Linked DNA regions of Mus musculus: region 2 is linked to region 1. Evidence: chromatin contacts called from public Hi-C data. All regions are on one chromosome and are shown on one strand. Each heading gives the region's core, a stretch centred on a gene start, on an enhancer-like site or on the middle of the called end of the contact. The rest is flanking DNA. Distances are from core to core; before and after follow the strand shown.

What was found. A called contact is a pair of places that touch in the nucleus more often than the background predicts.
Region 2: a Hi-C map of myeloid progenitors shows a contact between it and region 1, with 15 times the contacts expected there. The contact joins the promoter of Lyar here to the promoter of Dnajc2 in region 1. A contact is called at or near these places in 2 of 484 Hi-C or Micro-C datasets (CD4 T cells and myeloid progenitors).

The regions. Positions count from the first base shown.
Region 1 is chr5:21,781,893-21,789,606 of GRCm38.p6, reverse strand. It overlaps Dnajc2 (DnaJ heat shock protein family (Hsp40) member C2), which reads left to right and starts at 4,442. Exons shown (of 17, transcript NM_009584.4): 1 at 4,442-4,618; 2 at 6,370-6,560. The coding sequence starts at 4,555. It overlaps Psmc2 (proteasome (prosome, macropain) 26S subunit, ATPase 2), which reads right to left and starts at 2,860. Exons shown (of 12, transcript NM_001368661.1): 1 at 2,723-2,860. The coding sequence starts at 2,792.
Region 2 is chr5:38,219,032-38,226,077 of GRCm38.p6, reverse strand. Lyar (Ly1 antibody reactive clone) reads right to left here and starts at 5,596. Exons shown (of 9, transcript NM_025281.3): 1 at 5,443-5,596; 2 at 1,281-1,451; 3 at 75-189. The coding sequence starts at 1,402. It overlaps Zbtb49 (zinc finger and BTB domain containing 49), which reads left to right and starts at 5,624. Exons shown (of 8, transcript NM_029162.3): 1 at 5,624-5,755.

The DNA.
Region 1 (7,714 bases), core at 3,193-5,692:
TCCAAGGTCTCCAAGAACAAATGGAACTCAAATTCATCAAGAAGGTGGGGAATGAACCAAGAGGAAGCCATGAGGAGCTGAGCAGCCTACTAGTGACCTCAAGGAAAGCAGCTGCCAAGGGCTGACCCTACCTGCCTGCCACCTCCCACAATAAACCTTTCTAGACTAGAGAGAACGGGGAAAAAAACGTTAACTGAGCCATATGAGAAGAGACAGTTCCAGACGTGAATGGAGGAAATTCTGGAGAAACGATTATAGAAGACAATGAAGGACAGAGAAGCAGCAAAGAAGACAAGCAGTAAAGCTCAGCTAGAGAAGCTTAGTAAGGTTGCCTAGCAAAGCAGCTGCAGTCAGGGCAACAGAAGTCACCATCTGTTCAAGTCACTGTGTGAATTACAGTGATTAGAGACAACGGATGTATACTACATCCCACATACATAATTGCTTCCAAACTACACTGGAGAGAACACTTAGGTGACTTCTTTGTTATCACATGGCCAGTTAGTAAGAATCAGCACCAAGACATACATCTAGGTCCTCCTAATACCGACTTCATTCTTTCAGCTGTCTAGGCAAGAGAAAGAAGGAAAGGAAGGGAGAGAGGGAAAGGAAGAAAGGAAGGGAGTGGAAGAGGGAGAGAGAAGGAAAGAAAGAAAGGACAGAGGGGAGGGAGGGGGAGAAAAAGAGAGGAAAGACGGCAGGGAGGGAGAGGAGACAATGAGGAAAATGGGTTGTAGATAGAAAAGAGATAATAGGTTTTCTCAAATGTATGCTTTTAAGACAAAGTAGATATTAGTATATTTAGAGAAACAAAAGGAGAAAATTCTATAGGAACACACACTGGAGTAGTGACTGAGTCCCAGGGGAGAAGGAGAGGTAAGACCAGGAACAGACATGAGGTTAGACTTGACAGAGACTGGCACTGAGTCCTCTGAGGCAGAACTGAGTGAGAGGTAACGCAGAAGAGAACTCTTGAGGAAAAGGAGAAAGGTCATCCATCCATCAGCCAGGAGCACAGGAGCTAAACTGAGGGCTTGAGGAAGAGGATGAGACTCTGGCCAAGTGCAGTCAACAGCACGAACAATCAGCAGGAGGGGCCGGGTGAACCCAAAGCCTGAGTTGAAGTAAATTGATAGATAAGGTTGAAATGGTTTGAATAATGTGGATAGCCTATACGCAGAAAGAGATATGAAACAATGAAGTTCCCAGAGTTAAAAAGGAAGAGCATAAAGTATGATGGGAAGTTTGCCACTTTAGAAGTGAAAATGGAGTGAATCTAAGCGTCATTAGACTGGGATGACAGTCACCAGGAGTCAGGTGATCCCAGGGTATCAAACTCCCATTTAAAAGGATGCCACAGAACCAAGACAGGGGACAAAAGATCATGAGGCTTGAAACTGCAGCAACCTCATGGCTAGGTAAGAATAAGTCATAGCTACAAGGTTACCTTAGGCAATCCATTTCATTTCTCCAGCATTCATTTCATCATCTAACACAAAGAGAACTTTACCTTCACAATGTTTCTGTAAAGATCATATAAGATGCACTTAAAATCCAACACACTTTAGTCATACTTGAACTGCAAAATTATTACATCCAGAGAAAGACATAGGTTAGTATAAACAGATGACATACAAACTTTCTGACTAAGTTTTCCAATAGGGCCGGAGTTCCTGAAACTCTCAACGGTGTAAAACACGTTTAAGTCATGTGGCAGAGTCAGTGAAGATAAAAATGCTTTCTCTGAGAGAAGCAGCATAAATGGTGAAGGATAGGTGCTAGGAGAGTTGAAGTTGTTAAGAAAGGGAAGAGCGAGACACAGCAACATTGAAAAATAGTTCTTAAGGTAAAAGAAATTTAAAACTAAGTATGAAGATAAAGCTAAAAATGGTAAAAAACAAAACAAAACAAACAAAACAAAACAAGAGCAAAAAAGAGGGGAGTGGGGGAAAAAACTAAAAAAGGTGTGGGGATGAAGATTACATCCAAATTTTGACTACATATCATACATGAGTGAAAAAAAATGTCAACAAGCCTAGTCTCTGTGGGAGTCATTTGGCAATAATGATACCCCTGCTTCTAGAATTTAGCCTGTAACTTCCATGTGATAGGTTCTATAACACGGTCATTTGTGAACTGTTAACAATCGAAATCTCCACCAATAATTAAATGTTATTGTACTACCACAACATAGGACAATAAGCACATGGAGGGAACAGCACTTGCTATCACGAAATCTCTAAATTCAAGATGCTGATATACAGCAAGACACATTATGACAGACACACTCGAGTCTTGTTAAAAATATCTAGAAAAAAAAGAGTAAAATGGCAATTCACTTCGTGGCTGGAATCATGGGGTCAAGATGAGAGTTTATCTCTTCTATCTCTCTTGTACCATCGTGTTTCAGGATTGTCGCTACACAGTGACAATCTGTAGCCAAGCTGCTACAACTGGGAAGGAGGGAACAGGGCCGGGAGGTAGAATTCACAGCCCACCTGGCTGGCCACTTTTTGAAGACCTGCAAGACTTCAGGAGATACAGAACCTCAGCGCCTGGTAAAATATTCGAGGGGGCGGACGTGAGGCAGACAGACAGACAGACGGGGCTGCGGCCCAGAGCGGTCACCGCTCGGATCTAAGGCCGGCAGGGCACCGAGGCGGCGGGAATCCTGCGCCTCTGCGGTGCCAGCGCCGGCCGCTCCCGGCCCGTGTCCTCTCACCTCGGATGGGCTTGTCGTCCTTCTCCTCCTCTTTGGTTTTCCGCTGGTCCGCACCTAGGTAATCCGGCATTTTAGAAGCCGCAAGTGCCTCCGCGTCTCGGTGATTACACAGCACCTTTCCCGCTTCCGCTGGTGTCTTCCCTTTCTCTTCCCCACCGGAAGTAGCTCCGCGCCCGGGCGCCGGTTCCCTGGACATCTGGGGACTGCACGCACGGCTGACGGGAGGAAGGGTTGTCTGGTGGAAGGAAACGCGTGTTCACCCCGCTCCCTCACAACTCCAGTCTTTTTTAGATACCCGAATAGGAACGTCCAAGATTAGCCCTAGCTCAGTTGATGACCTAAAATCGTGATTTAGTCACTAGTAAATAATACACATAGGCGGGTAGTTTATTTCATCTCTAAATAGTTTGCCTCGCAAGACTGGAAAGGCGCTACAGAGCAGGCCTTGTAGAATGCCTGGCAGTTTGGACGCAGTTAATTGGTGGCTAGATCTACAAATTGAATAAAGATAATGCATTTCTGTTAGGGAGTGTGTATCCAGGTTATACAAAGATCCACAACAAGAAAGGAATCTGGTTGTTATGACAGGAAAGGAGGAGGGAAGATTAAAAGATAGAGGGAAGGAAAGTAGGTAAAGAATTTGGACATATTTCTCTAGAGGAGATACACAAATGCCAATAAACGGACGCATGAAAGGATGTTAAAATCAAAAGCACGTCATTCTCTTTAGGATGGTTCCTCCTCCTCCTCCTCCTCCTCCTCCTCCTCCTCCTTCTCCTCCTCCTTCCCCTCTCTCTTTCTCTCTCTCCTTCTTAAGACTGGCTCTGCGTGGTCCTGGCTATCTAGCAACAGATCAGGCTGTCTGAGAACTTAGAGGTATCTGCTGCGACAAAGGCTGTGCGCCACCATGACCGACCCATGGATCACTATTATGTTTAAAAAGAAAGTTTGACCGGATGTTGAAAAAAAAAATAGATGCTGTTTACACTGTTGGTGTAAAATACTGCAGTGCTTGCGAAAAACTGAAAATAACTAAAATAAAATCTATATAAACTAGTTATCCTACTGCTAAATATCAAATGCCAAAAAGTTGGAAATAGGATTTCAAAGAGATCCGTGTACAGCCCTATTTATAGCTGCATTAGCAAAGGCCAAATGAAGAATAACCCAAGTACCCAAATACATAAGATGGGTAAACAAAAATGTGGTTATGGGAATATAGTATTATTTGGCCTTAAAAAAATAAATTCTGTGACCATTATACTAGTGAATACACCGCTCACATAGAGACAATGTTATAATATATAACATTATTAATATAACAATACAATGATATATAGTTATATGATTCCACTTTTATGAGGTACCTAGAGATTGGTGGTAGCTCAGCACTTGGGAGATTTAAACAGGATATTCACAAGTTAGAGGCCGGCCTGGGTGACAAAAGTGAGTGAAGTTCTTTTTCAAAATTATTTCCTCCGTCTTGCTCTCACGTGAAAAAACAAACAAAAAAACAAAACAAAAACCAAAACAATCCTTTTCACGTAGGAACTGATGCGTCTAGGAACTGTTCCTTCGAGCTCCTTGGTCTCCGGTCGGTTTAGAGTCACAGAGGAAGTAGGCGGCCGCGCGCATTGGCGCGAGGCCGTGGGGGTGGGGTTGGCGGCCGCGCCGTGCGAGCCCCATCCCGGAAGTGCTCACTGGTCGTCTCCATGCGCCGGCTCCGGGGCGTAAAGCCTAGGCGCGAGGCTCAGACCACAGGTAGTGCGGACGCGGAGGGCCCTGCCTGCCGGCCGTGAGCCGCGGCGTCCGCGGGACCAGCCCCAACCAGCATGCTGCTCCTGCCGAGCGCCGCGGAGGGCCAGGGCACCGCCATCACCCACGCTCTGACCTCCGGTACGTGCCCACCAACCCAGTTTCCGCCCTGCCTCGGGCGCCCCTGCCCCAGCCCTGTCCCTAGCAACCCCTGGCTCGGTAGCCTTGACCCCGGCAATCTGCTCCGGGACTCGGGGGACTGTGACGAGCCCCTGCTGCTCAGTGCTGTAATTTGAAGTGTCCCCGGTTTCTCGGAAAGGAGGGTGGGGGCGTCTTCCTTGTGCACCTGTGGTTCCTTCATCCTGGTGAGGCTGCTGACTCACGGAGCGGGCTGAACAGCTGAGGACCGAGCCCTCCTGTACCCCGAAAGGCCCCCTAAGGCACCCCCCCTGCCCACGGCGGAGCGACCCCGCTGCACGCACCCGCGTGCCGGGAGAGATACAAAGCCTTGTAAACGCTGTTCAGCCCTTCGCCTCCACCTTTGCTCCCGGCTGTGTATTTTGCTTGTCGGAACTCAGAACTTCCTCATTCCGTTGGAAGCCCCCTGTGAATGCTCCTGGACAGCTTGGCGTACACCAAGGATGGTTAAAAGCACAACTTAGCCTCCTGCTGTAGGGGTTTTGGTTTATAGCCCTGCACGCCAGAAAGTATTTCAAGTGTCGGGTCTCTCATTTTAATGATCTACATTAATTCCCATAGCCGCTTACCGTGGGCACTTGTTGAATATAATTTTTAAATGTTTCCCATGGCACGTGTTGCGTTTGTGTGTCGCGGTAATCCTGTAGTGAGGGAAAGGCTTCCAAGACACGGTTTTGAAAGCCACGCCCCCGCTACTCAGCCGGTTCATTTTCGCGTTTGACTCCTCTCCTGTGTTAGGTGGAGGAAATCTTAATATCATAAGCCAGTTAAAACGTGAAAAAGAAAGGGTCTTAGAAAATGATGCCCACAAATTGTGCACCAGAAAATTGCCCTTTGATTTCTTAAGAAATTAAAATTATGATCTTTTTTCCTGACACAGATTACCATTTTTTAATTTCTGTTATACATATCTACAGTTATTTATTCCATGTTACTTTCTCTACAACAGTTTAAAGCTTTAAAACTGCATTCGAATATTCTAGGAACTGGGTGAGATAGGTATTGTTTCCATCCTGAAATGATTCAATCTGTTTCAAGAAATTTACAGTTCTAGATTAAAGCCCTGAAATTCTGGGTTTACATCCAGCCTGTGTTATTAAGACATAGAAACGGTAATGAGTTCTCAGCATTGGCTTGGAAAATTGTCTATTTCAACAGATTATTGTTAGAGAATCCTTAGAATTATTAACCATTTTAATAGCTAATCTGTTAATAATTAAGATCGCATGAGTGTGCAGTCTTTGTTTTTTGGTAGCTTTTTATCATTTTTTTTATTACTATTACTCGTTTCTTGCCTTCCCTTCTCACATCATCAGGAAAATATTGATTAGCTGCTGAAATTATTTTCTTATGCTTAAAAAAAATAACTGATCAAGTGTTTTTGAGTGCCACACAGCATGTGTGCAGAGATCAGAAGAAAAGTCCATGGAGTCAGGTCTCTCCTACCTTCATATGGGTTCTGGGCATTGAGCTCACCTCATCAACCTTAGTGGCACATCAACTGGAAGAGACTGCTGGAATAAAAAGATGTTACCAATGATAATTTGTTACCCAGGGTGCAACTGGGATTTTTATAGTTGGTGGTTTTAAAATTATATTCTGACATCATTGTTCTGCTCTCCCTAAGAAACTGTGTGGCCTTGAAATAGATGTGTTCCATGCAATAAATTAAGTCTTACTGTTCTCCCTCACAGCCTCTTCAGTCTGTCAAGTTGAACCTGTGGGAAGATGGTTTGAAGCTTTTGTTAAGAGGAGAAACAGAAATGCTTCTACATCTTTTCAGGAACTGGAAGATAAGAAAGAGTTGTCAGAGGAATCAGAAGATGAAGAGTTACAGTTAGAAGAATTCCCCATGCTGAAAACACTTGATCCCAAAGATTGGAAGGTATTTGCTATGCAGAGCTTTCGCTCATTCAGAGCATCAAACTTAGGCTGCATTCCTAGTTTCCCATTAGTACCCTGTATTTTAAGGCAGTTCAACATGATAGTCATAAGTAAGCTCTTAATTGCTAAGCCCATAGTATGCTGTTTCAGCCATAGCTGTCAAGCAAGCCTTCACAGCGAAAAGTAATGTCTCTGGGAATGGTGATGTGCACCTATAAACGGAGGACTTGAGAAATGGAGATGGGAAAGTTAGAAGTTCAAAGGCCTTGACTACACAGCAGTTAGAGACTAGCCTGGGCTACATAAAGCCCTATCTTTTAAAAAGCAGACAACAAACTCCAGCAGATCTTTAAAACAGGAGTGGCAGTTAATGAAGTAGAGAAGGGAAAAAAGGCATTCTGGGTAGAAGACAGAATACCAGAGACACAGGAGTGAAGAATGTCTGACCACACATGGGGGATCAAGGCTGTGGAAAAGTAGGCCCAGAAAAACCTAGTCTAGATGTTTATGCTATATTTTTAAAGCTATATTTAGGAATGAATTAATATCCTTGAAGACATTAAGTCATCAGCGTTTCCCAGGCTAGCCTCAGGGAGATAAGTCACTGGAGTACGTGTAAGACTGTGTAAGTTCAGCCCCAGAACCCAGTTTAGAAAGTCTGGGGATTTGGTAGGGGAGCAAAGGGGACAGGAAGAATCAGAAGACTTGAGGTTCTGAGCAAAGCACGTTATGTAATCCCAGCACTGCGGTGGAAGAGACGGCTGTGTGTGCTTACTGATGAGCTAGTCCAGATGCAAGGTGGACCCCAGGCAAGTGAGAGACTGACTGGAGGAGGGAAACGCTTGACTGCATGAGGAATAACACTTGAGCGTGTGGTCTGGCCTCCACGTGCACACACACACAAGCTCACATGTCTCTAAGGTTGAAAAGAACCATTCTGTTGGCAATGTGGAAACTGAGTAATGTTCTGCACAGGCAGAGCCTGTTGATGGAGATGTGTAGCCAGGGTTGGAGGAGTAGACTAATGGTAGCCAGGGCTAGGATGCAGACTAAGGAACGTTGCAGGGAGTTTTGGGTCGAAATATTAGTAAAGTTGTCTTATAGTTGGTTGGACATTGGTCTGTGGCTCATTAAGAGTCTTTTGGACTCATGTGC
Region 2 (7,046 bases), core at 4,347-6,846, about 16 Mb before region 1:
TCAGGGACTCCCATCTGCTGAGCCCCCAGGAGGAAGCAGGTAGGGATGAGCAGTAGGATGGGAGGGACCCTTACCTGAATCCATGCCTGCTGTTTTGCATCACCTTTGTGTGTCTTGGCTTCATAGCCTTTGCCTCCGTACTTCTGACCTTCACTGATGCACTTCACATGGCTTTTGTAGTCATCACCCCTGCAGAGGGACCCAGGGCTGGTCACTAGGCTGACAGCATGCTAGTGGCTCTCAAAGACTTTCCACACCTGGCCAACTGCACAGACAGCCTAACTCTTAGCCTATTTGTTTTCCAGCTTATTTGCTTCTTTTTTCAGAGCAATGGGCTGACAAAACATCAAAGCTCCACCCTCCCCTTCTCCTGAGTGCTCACTGCCTCACACTGGGTAACAGTGGAAGTATACACCAGCTAGGAAGCACAATGGCCACATTAGCTCTAAAAACATGGTTTGTTTTTAATGGTGCTGGGAATGAATCTAGGGCCTCATGCTCACCAGGCAAGAGCTCTGCCACTGAACCTTATTCCCTTCTGCTACAGGCCCTCAAAAGTGTGTGTGTTCTAAGTGCCACAGAGTACACACAGAAGTGAGAGAACAATTTGGGGACTCAGCTCTCTTCCACCTTGGGTCCTGAGGATGGAACTTAGGTGGTCAAGTTAGTAGGGCACGGGCTTTAAAACCCACTGTGCCACCTTGCTAGCCCACAATTCTCTAACCAATAGGATACTGTCCCTTTGGTCTTCTCTTTAACAAGTCCTTAAAACTAAAGGGTACTCCGAGAAGAATCACACCAAGCTTTGTCAACAAACCATAAGGTTTCCTGAAGGAGAGGTAACTAACCAAATGATAGACACGGAATAGTTTGAATGGGTTAAATAAGTTATCAGCTAGTCTGGGAGTGAGCCAAAGCTTATGGCCTAGGCATTTAATAATAAATAATTAGTCTCTGAGTCACAAATCTGGGAGTCAGAGCTGGGAAAGAAAAGCGGATTTATTTATTTATTTATTTTGTTTTTTTCGAGACAGGGTTTCTCTGTATAGCCCTGGCTGTCCTGGAACTCACTCTATAGACCAGGCTGTCCTCAAACTCAGAAATCTGCCTGCCTCTGCCTCCCAAGGGCTGGGATTAAAGGTGTGAGCCACCATCACCTGGCTGGATTTAAATTATTTTCAACCTACTCAGTGTCTGCCTTCATTTTGCTCCAGTATTCCCCTAAGCTTTGTGGGGTCTGGATTTCTATACCCAGATCTTCAGGAATTATCAGAACTTACCAGAAATCTTTCCCACAGTCAATGCAGGAAAGACATTCACAGTTTCTGCAGTTAGACACATGCTTTTCCACTTGTATTTTCTTCACGGATTCACCACATGCATTGCATGTAAAAAATACCATTTTTGGTTAAATAATTAGAAATTTTCTGATATAGGTTTGAACTCTTGCCCTAAAAAAGAAGATAAAGATGATTATAATAAGCCTAAACTCCTCCCAATAAGTGAATTTCACAACAAAAGGGCAAGCTCAAAGTTTACCAGTGATCTCCGAGAAGTAACATACTTCTATCAATGGCAGAAAAACCAGCCAAGTTCTCAGCGTGAAACAGGAATATGTACTGGCACTAACCAACTAAGCCCTCACAACAACTTACTTGGGAAATGATGTCATGGCCTTGTAGAAACGATTCCTACATGCACAATGGGTCACAGGTGAAAGACAGCCCCTTGGCCTCAGTGGACAAGGTCCAACAAACATGTTTCATTAGGGCTCATGCATGTCAGGGAGGAAGAAAAGGAACCCATCGCAGGAGCTCCATACCCAGGTGTGCCAGCCTCACCAAGTGCACCCAGCATGGAGGGCATCTGCACAGGCACCCCCCCCCAACACACACACACTGCATGCATGCTACCATACTCTATCAGATTCCTAAAGTGTTACGAATATCATGGTAACTTTCCATGCTTACATAGCCTTCTAGTCATCAGACTCTAAGAGAGCAGTCCTGTTCTTATAAAATGGGCTTCATTCAGCCCAAATACAGCCACTTAGCGCAGAACTCTTTTCCTCAGTATGAAATGAAGGTTGAGGATTAAGTAAACACATAGGACTTGCTTCTCTACTTCATGTAAGAACTCAGCACCAACGGGCTGCACTTTGTTTACAGTGATTTCAAGCATAAATCACCATCGCCCCTCTGACACAAGCCAGTGAGGTCACGCCAAACCAAAGCAAGAGCAGGATGGTTTTCTTCCATTGAGTCCTGAATGGAAATGTCCATCCTTGTGTACAAAGGCCTCCTGTCCTTTAGGGCACAACTGGTTCACCTTAGATACAAATCACAGGTCCTCGACACTGATGTCCTGTGCCCTCCTCCTCAGCTTGTGAACAGAGCTGATTAGCAAGGGCAGGCATGTGGGCAGCTACAGCCTGGCACCAAAGGCAAACTGGGGTAGATAGGACCACTCTAGGCTATCCAAGTACTGTTGTCTAGCCTGTTTTTTAAAGACATGTGTCACACTTCTGGATCTGGAACCATGCTTAATGTTTACCACAGCCTGGCTTCTAAAATATTTACTATCATTTTGCACAAGGCGGATGGAGGTAAATAAATGCTAGGCAGCAAGGGCAGCAGTTCCACCGCACAAGCAAGAACAAGAGCCTACTGCCACCTAGTCTGGACATCCTTATACATTTACGTAAGAACAAGAAAAAAGTCAGCTAATTGGATATCAAGAAACGGACTGCCATCATAGCACAGGGAACAGTTGCTGTGATTAGCTAAAGGATCCACTGAAAAATCAGGAATCGCTTCTGCAAGGAGGACAATGAAGAAAACACCTACTAACTTAGAGCTTTCAACCTCTGCGGCTGACGACTGCTGTTTCTGGTCAAGCTTGAGAGGAGAGGGCAGGCTTGAGTAAACCTTGGGAATCCACGGGTCTGTCGTTGGGAAAGACCAGAATTAAAGCCCAAGAAACAAGATACAGCAATCAACAAAGCGATATGGCAAAAGACATGCCTGCAGCAACTATGAAAAACAGCTCCCCATGGCACAGTGTGAACACCAACTCAGGAGAAGGCTGGAATCAGGTCATATGTTCAACTGATCACCACTCTGGAGTCATGCTCAACTGGTTTTCTACCTATTTATTGGACAAGAAACGAGAATCAGTGTGTCCACCTGCAGGGCTAATGAGATAAGATTTGTAAGGAGATTATTCAGATGGGGGGAGGGAGGGAGAAAGCCCAGGGTCACCTTGGCTGTGCAGCATCTCCAGCTCGGAGAGAACACTGTTCATTTATGAGAAGTATGCAGTACATACTACAAAGGACAGCAAGGCTCAGAACCAGAAAGCCAGCACAACTGGCCATGCAGCGAGGTTCAAGTCTCAGGCCAGGCTTATGAGCATCAGAAGTGTAAAGGCCACAGACTACGAGACAGAATCCTGGGCTAAGCGAAGACAGCAATGCCCTGTTAGGTTCCCATTAAACACTAAAACCAAGAGCAACTTGGGGAGGCCAGAGGTCTAATTCAGGAGTTGCCCACCTTCCCTTTTCTAAAGACTTATTTTATTATAAGCGTTGAGCCTCTAAGTGTGTGCCCATACTCCTAGAGGTCAGAAGGCAGCGTCAGATCTTGTGATGATTAGTCCTGGTTGTCAACTTGACTACATCTGGAATGAACTACAATACAGAAATGGAGGGCACACCTATGATCCAGAAGAAACAGGCTTCTGACCTGGATTTTGACATGGACATCTTGAGGCACAGTGGCCCAGGCAAGGTAGCACACCTTTAAACCCAGGAAGACTGAGGCAAGCAGATCTCTGAGTTCAAGGCCAGTCTGGGACAGACAGAGCAAGTTCCAAATCCAGGCACGGTGGTACACACCTTTAATCTGGGGCACTCCGTCTGCTGGAGGCCCACATAAGGACACTGGAAGAAGGAAGACTCACTCTTCTTCTCCTGCTTGCACTTACTTGCCAGCACATCTCTTGGAACCTACTTCTTCAGGATTCCAGCATATACAGAAGACCACCTAAAACACCCAGCCTTGTGGGACCGAGAAACTTCTAGATTCTTGGGCTTCCCATTCATAGCTAACATTGTTAGGTTAGTTGGATTATAGACTATAAAAGTCATTACAATAAATTCCCCTAATATGTAGATATCCCACAAGTTCTGTGATTCTAGAGAACCCCGACTAATATAGATCTCTTAGATTCTGGGTGCTGAGAACTGAACTCAGGTCCCCTGGAAGAACAGCAAATACTCTTAATCCCTGAGCCATGCCTCCAGCCCCCTACCTTGTCTCTCTCTCTCTCTCTCTCTCTCTCTCTCTCTCTCACTGGGAGTTTATTAAGCGAGCTGGATAGAGAGCCACAGGGTTCTGTCACCACATCTTGCTTTTTAACCTGGGTTCTGGGCATGGAAATTCATGTCCTCATGCTTGTGTGTCAAGCACTTTACAGACTGGACTATCACTTGTTTAACTCATGTACACACAGAGACAATATTTGCCCTAAAACCAGGCCATCTTAAAGGCCAGGCAGGCAACTGCTCCCTTTAAACTTCAATTTCTCCCCATCTCTGAAATAGGGAGTCGGCCCACTATAACTAGGCACAAGCTCCTTCCAGAATTCCTAGAAATCACAGGTACACTAAAAGATAAAAAAACAGCACATATCTCCACCCTCTTGGGACCCCAGGGGAAGACTATGAGTGGGCCACATGTTTCCACTGAAGCTCAAAGAATCCAAGCCATGCCCCTGCTTCGGTAGAGGCAGTTCAAGTCTCCTCACCACAGCTTCATATGAATAACTTGCAGGTGTTAGGCACTACGGTAGACACTAAACTCTTGACACAATTTGAGCAGGCTTCATATCCCTGGGCTTCGCTGGGCAGAAGCTAGGCTTTCGGGCACATAGACCCCTATCATCTCTCTTACCTCTATCTCCTAGGAGGTAGCTGCTGCAGGAAAAATCCTGACACATGCTGAGCAACCACTATACGCCAAGCCTTTTACCCCTGTAAACTTCACACACACCCTAAATTAGATTCTCTGGTATCCCTTTTGGACAGACGTGGAGCTGGGCACCACTAGGTTAAGTAGCTTGTATCTAGATCGATATTTGGGGGTTCGCGGGCACTTAGGTCTTTGGTCCTCTGAGCTCCAGGAGCCATAAGGTCCTTCCTCCGGACCTAGTTCTCGAGCCTCAGAGAAAAGCCCTCTCCCCATCAGCCAGCAGGTCTATAAGCCCTGTGCGCTGAGGACTAACCGTACCATCTGGCCGGCCCCGAGTGCCGGACTAAAAACCGGGATGCAATATCTCCAGGAACTCAAAAGGCTAGGTTTTGCCCGCGAGCGAGTCCTCAAGGAAGGCAGCCATGCCACCATCGCCCTTCCTCCATGTCCCGGGGCTCCAAGCAGTTCTCACCTGTCAGCCGACCCCGCCAACGGTCTCAACCGGCCGCCGGGAGCACGTGGAGCGGCAGCCACCCAGCGTAGCACCGCCACCGGCTCGCCCAGCCACCCCGCGCAGAACTCAATCCCGGCGGCGCGCGCCAACGCGCGTGCGCGCAGAGGCCACGCCCCTCCCAGACGGAAGTGACGGCGGCGGAAGTTGCCGATGAGCTGCCGAGGGGGCGTTGTCGGAATGGTTCCGAGGCGGTTGGAGTCCTGCAGTTGACACCGAGAGTGCGACGAGAAAGGGTGTCAGGGAGGCGGCCGGGCGAGAGCGGCCTCCGCGGGTAAGGCGGCCCGGGACACTCGACTCCCGTGGGTTGGCGCGGGTAGGGTGCGCGCGGCTTACTCGCAGCGCTGTGTGATGGGGCTCGGCGGAGCACAAAGCTAAGCTCCGGGCACCGGAGCCGGGCCTCCTCCTTCCTGCAGTCACCCTTGCTGCGGTCTGCGCCGCTCTTGGTGTCTGCGTCGCCCCGAGATAGGAGAGGCGCTTATTTCCCCGGGCCCCTAAGCCGCCCCCTGCCTCACTCACCGCGTGATCCTAGGTGCCATGGTGTTCCATCTGTAGGATGCTATTACTGCAGCGCCTACTCCTCGGGACCACGGCAGGTGCTGGGCGCGCCTCTGTGGGAAAGACAGCATCTGGTATACGTTAGTGGGCACTGTTGCTTAAATGACTGAATGAACGTCCAGCAGGCTATGAACAGTATTGTGAGAAACCTCAACCCAGGCGTGGGCGTTTGTTGGTGACAGAGACGTCTCCTGTTTGCTGTGGCTCCTAAAGCAAGGGACAACAGATGAGGTGGTTCAGATGAGAGAGCTTTAGTTTCTCACACTTCTAGAGGACGGCGGGCCATGAATGTGGTGTCATCGGGTTTGCTTGCTTTAGAGGACTGTCCTGGCTTACTGGTGGTCACTCTTGCTGTATCCCCACACAGTCTTCCCTCTGTGCCATCGCAGCTCAGGCATTTCTGCCACAGAACCCATCCGAAGAGGCTCTTTTTAATTTTTAAAATACAGTTGCCTTCTTAAGGGTGTAATTGCTACAGGTATTCAAATTCTGAGGTTCTGGAGAACGCAACGGAATGCATAAAGAGCCCATTAGGTGGTATGCCCTTGTAACACCAGCACTGGGGAGGTGGCGATAGGTGGATTCCTGAAATCAGTGAGCCTCACACCTCAGTAAGAGACCCTTTCTCAAAAAAAAACAAGGTGGACGACTCCTGAGGAACAATGCCTGAGGCTGGCTTCTGGCCTCCACACATATGCACCCTTGTCTACACAAAACATGCACATATATCTGCACATACATTCAGAAAAAGGCATAAAGATAGGCACAGTAGTTAACAACGCCTAAGGACCCCTGTAAAGCTTGATATAAACAGCTTCAGGGCAAACCTCCCACAAATCATCCACCAGTGTTAACTGCCTGACAGAATTACCCCACCAAACTCTGCCGTGGGAGCCTTTTGGTTAAAATTCTGGTGTGGGCTCCTCTTCCCTTCATTTACCTCATCCAAGCTTTTCCCCACCCCCCACTTCTCCTTGCCTTTCTCACCATGGTATTTGCATTGTTTG